Regions from separate parts of the Mus musculus genome. Here region 1 is linked to region 2. A link is a contact called in public ChIA-PET data. All regions are on one chromosome and are shown on one strand. Each heading gives the region's core, a stretch centred on a gene start, on an enhancer-like site or on the middle of the called end of the contact. The rest is flanking DNA. Distances are from core to core; before and after follow the strand shown. Region 1 overlaps Ica1 (islet cell autoantigen 1). Region 2 overlaps Glcci1 (glucocorticoid induced transcript 1).

Region 1 (5,970 bases), core at 2,533-5,032, 170 kb before region 2:
AATCTTCGGTTCCTTAAAAAAGAAAAAAATAAGAAGAAAAATTACATTGTGTTAATGTAGCCAGTCGGAGCCTTTTGTCCACAGGAATCCAACCTACCACTGGGTGGCAGCCGTACACTGAACATGTGAACATGTGGCCTGATTCTGTAGTGGTTTGTACAATCTTGGTAGTTCTTTGTTTGGGCAACTGAGTGTGTTTTAGGGCATAAAAGAAAAAAAGGGGCCAAATGTTGGGCTTGGCATAATATTGTGTCAACTCCCTTAGTCACTTCAACTGATCCATTCATAATTAGAAATGTTGTTTAAAAGGCTTAGACTCCTTTTTAGGGACATCACTTTGGAACTATGAACCTGGAACCCTGGCTGGTATGTAGAAGGTTGAGCCGGGAGTCAAGGAACAGACCAAAAGAGCTTCTCTTGTTCAAGACAGTGGTCACTGCTTCTTGACCTAGGTACTAGAGCAACAGAAATTCCTCTGGAAGTTTTTCTTGGTTTGTAGTTCAGACTCCCTCCCTGTGAAGGGAACCAGCCTCATTTTCTCTCCTTTTTTTTTTTTTTTTTTTTTTTTAACATGTCAGCATAAGCCTTCTCTGAAAGGCAGGCTGGCTGCCCAGGCAGAGGTGAGACTGTGAAGTTTATCTCATCTTCGAAGAAGATGTAAATGGAACTCATTCATCCTTTGAAAGAGAAAAAAAATATCAGACGTCATGGTAGTAAACAAATCAAATGTTTTTGGTTCGGTAACTAGATGCTGGTGACCCCAGGCTGTTTTGCAAGTTTTCTGACTTCGTAATTAGGCCAGTCATTTATTTTGTCATTAGTATTTTATTTGGGGATTGAGGATAATGGGGGTGGAATTGGTATTAGGAAAAAGAAAGAATGAGAGAAAAAAAAAAAACTGACTCCAGAGCACATTGCTGATGACGTGCAGCCTTAATGTTTACCATAATCAACACACATTTTTTTTTCTTTTGTAGAAAGACCCATGGTAGGTAGCTAACCTGAGGTCGAACAAGGAAATGGAAGCCAGAATCTTTGAAAATAGATACAATTTCCCCACCAAGAGACAAAGGAAGTCAAACAGTATACCTAGAAGTGGCACAGGCAGTTTCATAGTAACACCTGCTTGCAAGCCCTTTGTTCAGTGCAGAGTTTCTGGGTCCCTCCAGTGTGCCAGGACAAGAAAACAGTTATTCTGGAAGGCCAAAGAATTTTGTGGGTGTTTGTGTTTATCTGGTTTTGTTTGGTGGGAGGTGGTTGCTAGCTGTTTAAGACTGAAACAGAAACCAAGTTCTTCGTCATTTGGTTTGAACATAGAAACATTTGCCATCGTTTAATGCCATCAATCTCCATCCTGGAAAATATGGGTAGGTTTGGTTTTTATTTTGAATCCTTTACTGCGAAGTAGTAGCTGAAGCTGTGCCTGCCCCCCCTAATCCTGTGTGTGCTGGATTCAATTTAATAGCTGGATGTGGTGAACTTGGACTTGGGGATAGAATATTTTTGAGAGAAGAGTGATCTTCAAGCGTAATTTTTGGTTATTCTTGACTCGAGGAGAACAGGAGACTGCATTGGTTCTCTCCAGAGCCTAACCCCAGAGTCAGTCCTGTGCCCAGCCCCAAGTTGGCACTTACATGGCAAGTCTTCCAGGCAGAGTCTAAGGGGCCAGAGGACCTCTCCTTAGATCACTTACCATCCCCATTGCATGTAGGTGACCTCCTGGTGCCTTGGAAATCAGCATATGTGATTGCTCAGGTAAAAACAAAAAGCAGGACTGTGTGGTTTGCTGCTGTCTCTGGAATGCTCTAAAATGCAAGTTTTCGGTTCTGCTACAGTGTATTTGCAAATTAACTCTACGTTAGCTTTAGAGTCCTGTGCAGGTGAGATCCCATCTTAAATAGAGTCTCTGTTTATCTCCCAGGAGTGTGTTACCTAAGTCACTGGCCTCAAAGACTCAAGGTGTGTCTGTAAGGCATTGTCTCCTCAGCTTTACCTCCTCCTCCCCAGTGCAGCTGATAAAGCCAGGACTTCACGTATTCTAGAGGAGACAAAGTTCTAATTTTTACTTTCATGGTTATGACCCCCTATTTGGAATTTTCAGAATGTGTCCATTCATTCATTTGCATAGTCAACAAATGATATTGAAGCCCAGTTACATGCCAGCTACCACAGAGGAGTGTAGCTCCTGTCTCGTGTGATCATTTGGGCATGAGACAAGTAAACAGGAGGCAGTGTGTTGAATGGTCATCTGAGTTGAAATAGTACTACAAATAAAAAATCTAGACAGGGCATCCCAGATGAGGCAGCACCCCTCCCCCCAACAATAACAAAGAATGAACAATAGTATGGTAGTTCTTGTTTGTCAACTTGACGTCTAGAATCACCTAGGAGCTGGTCTCTGGGCTGAGCCTGACAAGATAGTGTTATCTTAATTACATTCATTGATGTGGGGAGACCCATCTTAATTGTAGACTGAACCATTTCATGGCTTGGGTCCTGGAGTGAATGAAGAAAAGAGGGAGAGTTGAGAGAGCAGACGATTTTCTTCTGCCTGTGAGAGCAATATGACCAGCTACTTCAAGCTCCTGCCGCCTTGATTTGCTTTTATGATAGGCTGTGCCTTGAACAATAAGCTAAAAGAAACCCATCCGCCATACAGTTGCTTTTGTCAACAGAAAAGAAACCAAGACAAATAGAAAGGACCTGGACAGAGGGGTGGGAAACAGCAGTGGTTAGCTGAGGAGTCAATGTGGGCAAAGGCCCGAGGTAGAAGCAATAGAACTCCTAGAAGCAGCATCAAGTGATGTAAATGTAGAGACATAGGTGCCTAAGCAACATGGCCTGAGAGACAAGCAAGACTAGAGAAAGAGATATAGATACACAGACACACATGCACATGCGCGAATGCGTGTACGCGCGCACACGCAAACATATTCTAGGCCTTCTAGGATCTGTGAGTGATATATGGTGGGATTCTTAGACCTGTCTGACTCCATTTGAAAGTACAAAATACACACACACACACACACACACACACACACACACACACACACACACAAATCTGTAAGGAGGGAGTGGAAAAAGTGTTGAGAAAGGGATGGGTGTTACAAAATTTGTGTTCACAACTCAGTCAGATGTCATGTTAGAACAGGGAGCAGAAGAGTAGAAACCAAATAAAATATGGCACACCTGGGTCCTGGCAGGATGAAGACCAGAGAGAAACACAGTCTGACCTCTGGTAGACTCAGTAAAGCGTCACTTTGATTACAAAGCCAGAATAAACATAAATGAAAGTCAAATTGGAAGGGAATTTTCACCTCCAACATTGGGTTAATTTCCCCCCCTAGCATTTCTCAAATGTCTTGAAACCTTTTATACAGCACAGTCACGAGTGCGCAAGACAGAGCTGGTGAGTGAAAGTTTCACATAAAACAAAGCAAATGATCTGGCACTCTCTGAAGCCCAGGGGCTAGAGATGGCTCCGCACATCAACATTAGGAGTTGTGACTAAGTGTTCCTGTCAGAGAACTGAGGACACAGAGACCAAAGCTTGCTCCTAGCCCTCTGCAAGAGCCCTGCTAGTCATCTGCTCCTTGTCAAAATGACTCGGAGAAAAGAGATATATGGAGAGTCAGGGCCACATGGAGCAGCTCTCCAGGCTACCTCGTAGGAACCCAAGGGTGGATTTATGTAGGTGGGGCTGCTTGTCCCTGTACTGTAGGAGGCTCCTCCTCACATCATGGTTCACCCTAGTACCACGCGGTATTTTATGAGTGAGGTTAGTGTGTGATATATGTGCCCTTTGAAGGTAGAGTAAGAGGGTAGGATTTAAAAATAGAACCCAGCTTCTCATAGCAGATTACATCAGCTGAAGCTGAGAGCCCAGCAGAGCCTCTGAAGTCTGTGCCCTTGAGAGCCTCTGTGGTCAATTAAGTGTCTTGTTTTTCTTGAACGTCAGAAATGGGATGGGAGGTAATTATTCTAAATGGAATAAAAGCTAGCCTAGGTGTAAGAAAATAGTTCTGAAGCCTCTAAAGAGATAGCATGGAAATGTATATGTGGGCATTTGTAGGACTCAGCCTTTATAGTCAAGGGTGCAGGAACCACTGCCTTAACCTGAGCCATTTACTAAATAGTTTAATTAAATCCTGCAGCATTAGCTCAGTGTTTCATTACAGTAATTCAAAGGGATCTCTGAAAGGCATTCTGGGAACTGTGAGTGATACAGGGTGGGATTCTTAGGCCTGTCTGTCTCCGTTAGAAATACCATTAGGTTGTAGAGCCCTGTTAATCCACTGGTCATGTCATCAAAGGACACGGTACACTAAGGCTTATTAACAAGCATGGGCAGTCTACTAGGTAGGACCTTCCTTAGAGACACCAGTCTGTAGTGACCCTGTGTCCCAGTGGTGACAGTCTGAGTCAAAGAGTTTGTTCTACAACTGATAAACAGCAGTATTGGTAATAGATGTTTCATTTTTTTTTCCCCTGTGAACAAAGACTTGGGTTAATTAATTTGACAGTTTTATTAATTACTGCTGAAATCGTTGGTTCTTGTCAGAGGTCAGGCTCTTTCAGCAATTGAGGGCAGGTCCCCGGGGAGTCGAGCCTCTAAGTATTACAGGCTTGCTCCACTCCCCTTTCTCCTGGCCCTGTGATAGAGGCCTTCAGGGTATGCCTTGCATCTCCACTCTGTGGATAAAACCAGTTTGTACTTCCATTCAAAGCCTGAGTAGGTCTGAGCCCCACCAGCAGCCAGGGTTGACTGAATAGGTAATCTTTTGTTTGGTCTGTACAGTGGGCAGATGTTAAGTAAGCAGAACTTTAACCTTCCTGGGCTTTTCTTTGTTCCTGTTTAAAAAAAAAAAGGGGGGGGGGCGCGCGCCTGACTCCATTGTCTCTTCTGCCTCTGCTCATTGTACAATTCTACATATGGGTTGAGCCCTTTTATGAAGTGAGGTGAAAATTCTTTTTATAAAGTTAATGCTCTTTTAAAATGTATCTGTTTCATAGTTTGTAGTGTTTGTTGGTTCGTTTTGGTATGTGCCCGTGTTTGTTTGCTTTAGATGTCTGACTGGAGCAGTTGTTATTTGTGGGTCCCCCCAAGCACAGTGAATCTTGCTGCCAAAATGCCACAGGAAAAGCCTAAATTTTCACATGGTACAACTTGGAAGGGAACTCATAATTACGGGCTGGCTTTCGACTCTGGCTCTCCTAGGATGAGGCCTTTGGGCCTTGGTGTCTCTGTATTGGTTTTTCTCCCTCCCTGCTTGAGGGCTACACTAAGACTAGACTAACACCCTCAGAAGAGATACCGCTGGCAGAGCTGGCGGCTGCGGCCCCTGACTGCAAACAGGAAGGAGTATGGAGCCTGTGTCCTAGAGTCAAGCTCCCCACACTGCCTACACCATCTGGGGACACTTAAGCCTAAGTCTCATTTTTGCATCTACTAAATGCAATCAGGCTTCCTCTGTGTCATTATTTTTCTCTAGCTCATTAAGCTCTGAAATCGGTAAGCTCACCCGTGAAGATGACGTACTGCCACTGGGATGGGCGAGCACTTAACCTCAAAAGCATTATTGGCCTTCCTCCTCAAGGACATTCTCCTCTTGCTGAGTCCACTCACCTCCTTAGTTGGCTGGGGGAAAAATCAGGTGATTTCATTCATAGTTCTTGGTCAGAGGAGTCTTTGATGTTTGCAAGCTGGTAATACCCATTGCATACAGATATTATTGCTTTTATTATTGTTGTTGTTGAGGAAGAATTCATCAGGGGTAGAAGGGTATTGATATATACCTTTCTCCATGTGTTCTTTACTGCCTGTAGCTGATTTCACAATATCGTGGCAGAGTGGAGTGACCACAACAGAGGCTGGAGGCCTGCAAAGCCGATAGCACTCACTCTCTGACCCTTCACAACTTGCCAGCACTGCTTGGAGTCATGCATGACACCATGAAGAACTTGATGATT
Region 2 (6,283 bases), core at 1,051-3,550:
GATAGACAGAGACAGCTCACATACAAAAATCGCAAACGCAGCTTGCTTTAGGAGAACTTTCATAAACAACGTTTTAACACAGAAGTGTATTTATAACTATCAATCCAGTATTAACAAAGGTAGCAGGCTGTGCTGATTAGATCTTACTGCCAGCTTGGCAAAACTGAAGAGTCTCTTGGAATGAAGGAAGCTCAGTTCAAGAATAACCCAAATCAGACTGTTCTGTGGCCATGGCTATGAGGAACTCTCAGGACTGACATGGGACTGACATGGGAAGGCCCAGCCTACTGTGGGCAGCAACATTCCTAGGCAAGTGAACTAAGGTTGTATAAAAAGCCACTTTATCGTGAGTCAGGGAGCAAGCAAGAAGACAAAGCAAGAAGCAGAGGTAGTGCTCTGTTATGGCTCATCCAACATCCCTGCCCTGACTCCCCTCTCACAATGAACTGTACTCCGAAAGATTAAAAATGTTTCTTCTTTGGCTTACTACAATAAAGAAAAGTAACAAGATCACAGACTAACTTTTCAAAAACATTCCCAAAATTATATCCATTTTTCAGGTGGTAAAACACTTAAAAATAAAGTACCTTTGCCATGTGAGAAACCTAATAAATCCATGGTAAATCTTGTCTTTGACCTTCCATTTCTAACCCCTTTTTAGTACTTCACAATGCTGTGCAAGTGATCCGTTATTAATGTTTAACTACAAATATGTGCCAGTCAGAATCTCAACCACTTCACTAAGCAACTTCCTTAATGGCAAAGATATAATAAGCTATAAAACTGAAAGAACAACAAAACCTTGACAAAGCAAGGTTTTGAAGAAAACATTAATTCATTGTCTCTCTCTCTCTCTCTCTCTCTCTCTCTCTCTCTCCCCCCTCCTGTGCGTGTGTGTGTGTGTGCGTGTGTGCATGTTTGTGTGTGTGTGTACACAGAACTGCCCTTTAAGTTATAGTCTTTTACAATCTAAACTGGGTTTTCCAAAGGCATCTTGAATCTCCTTCATAAATAAAATTGCTCAATTATTTTCACTGAAATATTTATTTTGACAATTTTGTTTGGCTTTATGGTTGTTTTACAGGGAGAACAATCAATTCTTCTAATTTCAGTGTTCCCTCTTAGTAGCAAATATCATGTGTTACTATAGACATTCATTTATACCACAGCCATGTGAGATACTTGCAGTATGTCTGAAACTATACTGAACTGAGACAAAATGACAAATTTGGCTTTTCCATTATTTATATATATTCTACAAGTGATGTCTATTTCAGCCTAGATGTATTAAACCAAGCTTCTTTTTACTCTGATCCTGATAAAGAAATCTACTTTCACTATGTATTTGGGTAAGAGATAGGCCAGAATTATAGATTTTCTACATTCACAACATTAAAAAGTGGCTAAAAATGAAATCATAGACAGTATCATGCTATTAGACCAGTTGGTTTAGACATCATAGTATGTGAGAAACCTGACAACTTAAAGTGTATAAAAAATTAATACTGGTAGGTCTGAAACTCTGCATAGGAAAAGCATTCAAGAGAAATGCTGAGATTGAAGAGCTGGCTCAGCAGTCATCAGGACTTGCTGTTGTGGAAGACCCAGGTTTGATTCATAGTAACTCCAGTTACTATGAGAACCAGGAGAATCATGGCCCTGGCTGGCCATCATTAGCACTAGAAGCATGTGGTTCACATACAGACAAGTGGGCACATACACATATAAATAAAATCTGAGAGAATGTCTATGCTTAACACAGCAAAACTGGCTTACTGCCAAACTTGCAGAAATTTCAAGCAGACAACACTGATACAAGTTAGCAGTAAAACTAAGTGATTTCATTCTGAGTTCAAAATATAAAAACTGTGCATTTTGTCAACTTAACACAGCTACAATTACCTGGGAAGAGGAACCTCAACTGAGAAAGATGTCTCCATCAGATTGGCCTGTAGGCAACTTTATAGGGCATTTTCTAGCTTAATGATTGATACGGGAAGGTTCACTCACTATGAGCAGTGACACACCTGGAGAGGTGGTCCTGGGTTGTATAAGAAAGGTATGTAGGCAAGCCATGTGTAACAAAAAGTTGTTAGCAGCACTTCTTCATGGTCTCTGCTTTAGTTCCTACTTTGGTTTTCCTGAATCTATATCCTGTAACCTACAACCTGTAAACTGAAATAAACCCTTTCTTCCCTAGGTTGCTTCTGGTCATGGTGTTTTATCATAGCACTAGAAAGGAAATAAAAACATACTTAGTGAGCTCTGCTAAGTAATCATGACTACAGTAGTGACCTTAAAAGATGAGTTCTCACCACTGAGAAGATGTGACAAGGATGAGATAGTCATCTTCAGAAGAAGGGCTTACCTAAGAGATCTCTGAACCAGATATTTTAACTTTAGGTTTCTATAGCTTTGAAAGGACAAATAGGTAAGAATTAAAATGATTTATAAAGATAAAACTAACAGGAAAAAATAATATAGTATAAATATAGATGTTATTCATAATAAATCACAGAGTAGATCATTTCTACAAGATTTGGCTTCTACTGTACTACTGGGTCCCAAAAGGTCATAATAAGTTACATATCATAAAAAAGCTACCAGAAAACAAAAAGTACTATCTTATCATTGTATAAAGCTATTATATATGGTTCTACTTGCTGTGACTTTAAAAAAAGCAAGCTAAGGGAGAAATAAAGATAACTAAAAACAGTGATATAAAGATCATTATACAAGACCAGAGTTCATTCTAGAAAAGCTACAGTTGATGGGGGTACCCAGACATTTATTGAGAATATAAAAATTACAAGCAAGAAAAATTCACTTTTGAACAAAATGTAAGATTCAATTCTGTATGAGAAAGTAGGTTACAATAAAGGGAAGTCTAACAACTATTGGAAAATAGTTTAAAAAAACAAAACAAAACAAAAACAACAACCCATGGAGATCTAAACAAGCCTTAGAATGAAATAAAAAAATAACTTACCTCTTTCAGTTGATCAGCACTTCCCCATGATGCAGAGCGCTGATGTGATCGTTTTTCTGCTCCCTCTTCTGCCCAGCAACTAGGTGTCTTTAAAACAAACCAACCAGACAAATCAAAATGTTAAGAAATGGAAATGTCACTACTTACTTTCAAGTAACTATAACGTTACTACTTAATTTCAAGTAACTATAATACTTTCTTAGCATTTATAAAGCCTTTTAAATGTTAATTAATCAGACCTGATAAATCTGAGACATCTGAGTCATCTACATTAAAAATCATTTGATACTTTCACATCAGCATTAATAACAGCAAATCCTAATAAAATCATGAAGACTTACATACTGATGTTTGTTTGTTTGTTTTGATACTGTTTTAGTTTTTGAGTCAGGCTTTCTCTGTGTAGCACTGGCTATCTGGAACTGACTTTGTAGGCCAGACTGGTCTAGAACGCAAGAAATGTGCCTGCCTCTCTGCCTCCCAAGTACTGGAATTAAAGGCGTGCATAAGCACTTCCCAGATTACATACTGAAATTTTATAGAGACAAACTACAACAGACAGAAGATAAAAAGAACTTTCAGAGCCATGTGTAGTGCGGATGGCTTATGTAACAAACATCTGTGTAGACGGTCATTTCACTAAGAGAAGAAAATATTGAGAGGATTCTCTTTGGTGAAAAGGATTAGTCAACTTCATTTTAAAAATACAGTTAATATAAAACCTAACAGAAAAAAATTAAAAACAAATATAAATCAAATGTATTGATTTAAAATGAAAGTAATGCAGCTTTTTTTTAAAAAAATGAAGCTACTATGAAAGTCATTTAAACTAAAATATAACTCTCAATTATTTAAGCACTAATACATATTAACTAAAGTATAACACTAATTTAACCTTAAGTATTGCCATAAAGTAAGAAATTTAGGAGTTCTGTTAAAAAAAAAAAAAGCTAAAATACCACACTTTAACATTTGAGAAAAATCTAGTATAATGTAAATTAGAAAAAATGAAAGCCCGGAGACAATGAGTAATGATTACCACAATAAATACATGTGGCATTAAAATGTTTTTTGTATTGCATGCACTTGAGAATCTGCATAATGAGATAAAGAAGCCATCATTCCAGTTTATTTATACAGTTCAAATGCTTATGAGCATCTTTAAAATTACTCCCTCTTAAAAGTGTCAATTGTCTAAAACCAACTAGTGACAATTGAATAGCAATTAGGTAGAGAAGAGCAAGGCTGCTTGAGGGTTTGCTATGAAAGAGAGGCATTTCATCAACTGAACGGTATCTTATTCAACTGACAAGAAGAATAAGAAATTATACATTTAATAATGTTTGTCAGAAATTATCAAAATTTCCTAAGTTCAGTGCTAGATAGGACAACCTGAAAATAATTCAGCCCTGAAATGATATCATCTTTAATAATCTATCACAGAATTTTCCTTTGTGAATGTGTCAGAATGTTGAGGTTTTGCATAACGTGACTTAGATTTCTTCTAAGTAGCACTCTTTTGCCACAAAACCCCAAAACAAAAGATCACAACATTTATAAACCGAAAGTACAGTCGCAGAGAAAATTCAGTCATAGAAATGAGTATGCTAGAGAAGCTAAATAAATGTTAAACCAATTTCTTCAATGTTGAATATGTCATAAATGTTTAAAAATTGTAAGCAGAAAACTAAGTGAAGAAAATACAAATAGTAGAGGTTCTCTCCTTTTTAGTGAGACCCAAAGTCAAACTGCCATTACTTTGTCTACAATCTGGACTGAATTTTAGAAAAGATGCTACTTATAGCTTTGCTTCTAGATATTAGTAAGAATGTTTAATAAAAGAGTCCCATGGCAAATAAATTTGGGGGAAATCATTTCTTCCATTTTTCTATTCCACATACGATATACTGTAGAGTCTAAAAGCTCAAATCCATGCACACCTTTGAAATCTGCTTTCCTTTCCCTGCTTTCACCACTACTGGGACTGACAGCAAACATACTTACTCCCTAACAGCATGAAGAACGTTATTCCACAGAGTTTGGAAACACAGTCCTCAACGATTTTATTACTGTATATAATAGAATGGCCTTTGGCCACTATACTTTAGGAATTTCCTCTTTCTATCCAAACTGCCTTCACTATCAAGAAAGAGAAAAGGAACCTTGTTGCATCTAAACAATGCAAGTCTAAAACTATGACTACTAATAAAAAGAAATGACTCAACTAAAATCTGCCATGTTGGCCACATTGATCACTCATGTATCTCACTACATTTTAGTATGTAATACTTTAAAAATCTCTTATCCCTGACAATGAGTAACTATTAGATACTGCCAAATATTTTTCACACCATTCCAATGAACTCCACTTAAGTCATAAAAACTAACCATGCTCAGATAATGGCAAACTTAAGTAACAGCCAAGGGAGAAGTTTTCAAAACAGAAACTCAGATGTCCACACTTTAGTCTGCAAATCTAAAGTACCATTTATTTGTAAAATTACAAAGAACACAAACAATACTAGACTACATTACAGTTCTGACCTTACAGTAGTTACAGAACTTCAGAGCCCTTTCAAGCTCCGAGATAATCTATCATCTGTAAGTCTTTCCTGCCAGACAAGACTTACTGTTCGTAAATGTAAATGTGTGTAATAAACTATTGGTACTACTAATAATGGCATTAATGTTATTGTATTTAACCTCAATGACAGTGAAATACTATTTTGTATTACAAAGGCAGTTGTAATAGGGCTGTGGAATAGATAGCTGAGTGTTGCTTTTATAGAGGACCTTGGTTCAGTTCTCAGCACCAAGATCGTGGCTGACAACCATGGAGGCTAACAACTTTTTTTAACTTTGGTTCCAGAGTATCCTACCCTCACTTCTGGCCTCTGCAGGTACTGCACACTTACAGTGCCTCTGTGTGTGTGTGTGTGTGTGTGTGTGTGTGTGTGTGTGTGTGTGTGTGTCTGTATATAAGCAAAAACACCTGTACACATAAAATCTTTTTTTAAAAGTAACTAGTACTTATTAGCATCTTATCTTCTAGATAACCACATTAAAGCTAAACATAGATTATTCTGTATAATCTTCAATGTAGCAGGTAAAAAAGTTATCCTGTAAATTCCAGAAGCACAAAAATCTTTTCAAATGGTTTTCATTGTCCCTATCATGTAAAAAACAATCCTTGACGCAGAATAAGCATTAGCATCTAGAGATGCATGGTCTTTTCTCATATTATTCCTTCATCTCCATCCAACTCTAAACTATAATATAAAGCACATCTGGAGT

Evidence for each region. ChIA-PET counts read pairs in DNA pulled down with a chosen protein or histone mark.
Region 1: a contact with region 2 is called in an RNA polymerase II ChIA-PET map of memory CD8 T cells, with 8 read pairs. The contact joins two enhancer-like sites. A contact is called at or near these places in 2 of 484 Hi-C or Micro-C datasets (Th1 cells and embryonic fibroblasts), 2 of 115 datasets of contacts at active chromatin or transcription factors (effector CD8 T cells and memory CD8 T cells) and 1 of 9 other capture datasets (liver).

What each region holds. Positions count from the first base shown.
Region 1 is chr6:8,730,488-8,736,457 of GRCm38.p6, reverse strand. All of the region lies in intron 6 of Ica1 (islet cell autoantigen 1), which reads left to right. Among named protein-coding and RNA genes, the nearest start is that of Ica1, 45 kb to the left of the region's middle. Within about 2 kb of position 3,782, at least 60 of the 459 cell types and tissues checked have an H3K27ac peak or open chromatin away from gene starts, as enhancers often do. A contact at or near this core is called in memory CD8 T cells, where this site is marked.
Region 2 is chr6:8,555,293-8,561,575 of GRCm38.p6, reverse strand. Glcci1 (glucocorticoid induced transcript 1) reads right to left here. Exons shown (of 8, transcript NM_133236.3): 3 at 2,990-3,076. Among named protein-coding and RNA genes, the nearest start is that of Glcci1, 49 kb to the right of the region's middle. Within about 2 kb of position 2,300, at least 6 of the 459 cell types and tissues checked have an H3K27ac peak or open chromatin away from gene starts, as enhancers often do. A contact at or near this core is called in memory CD8 T cells, where this site is marked.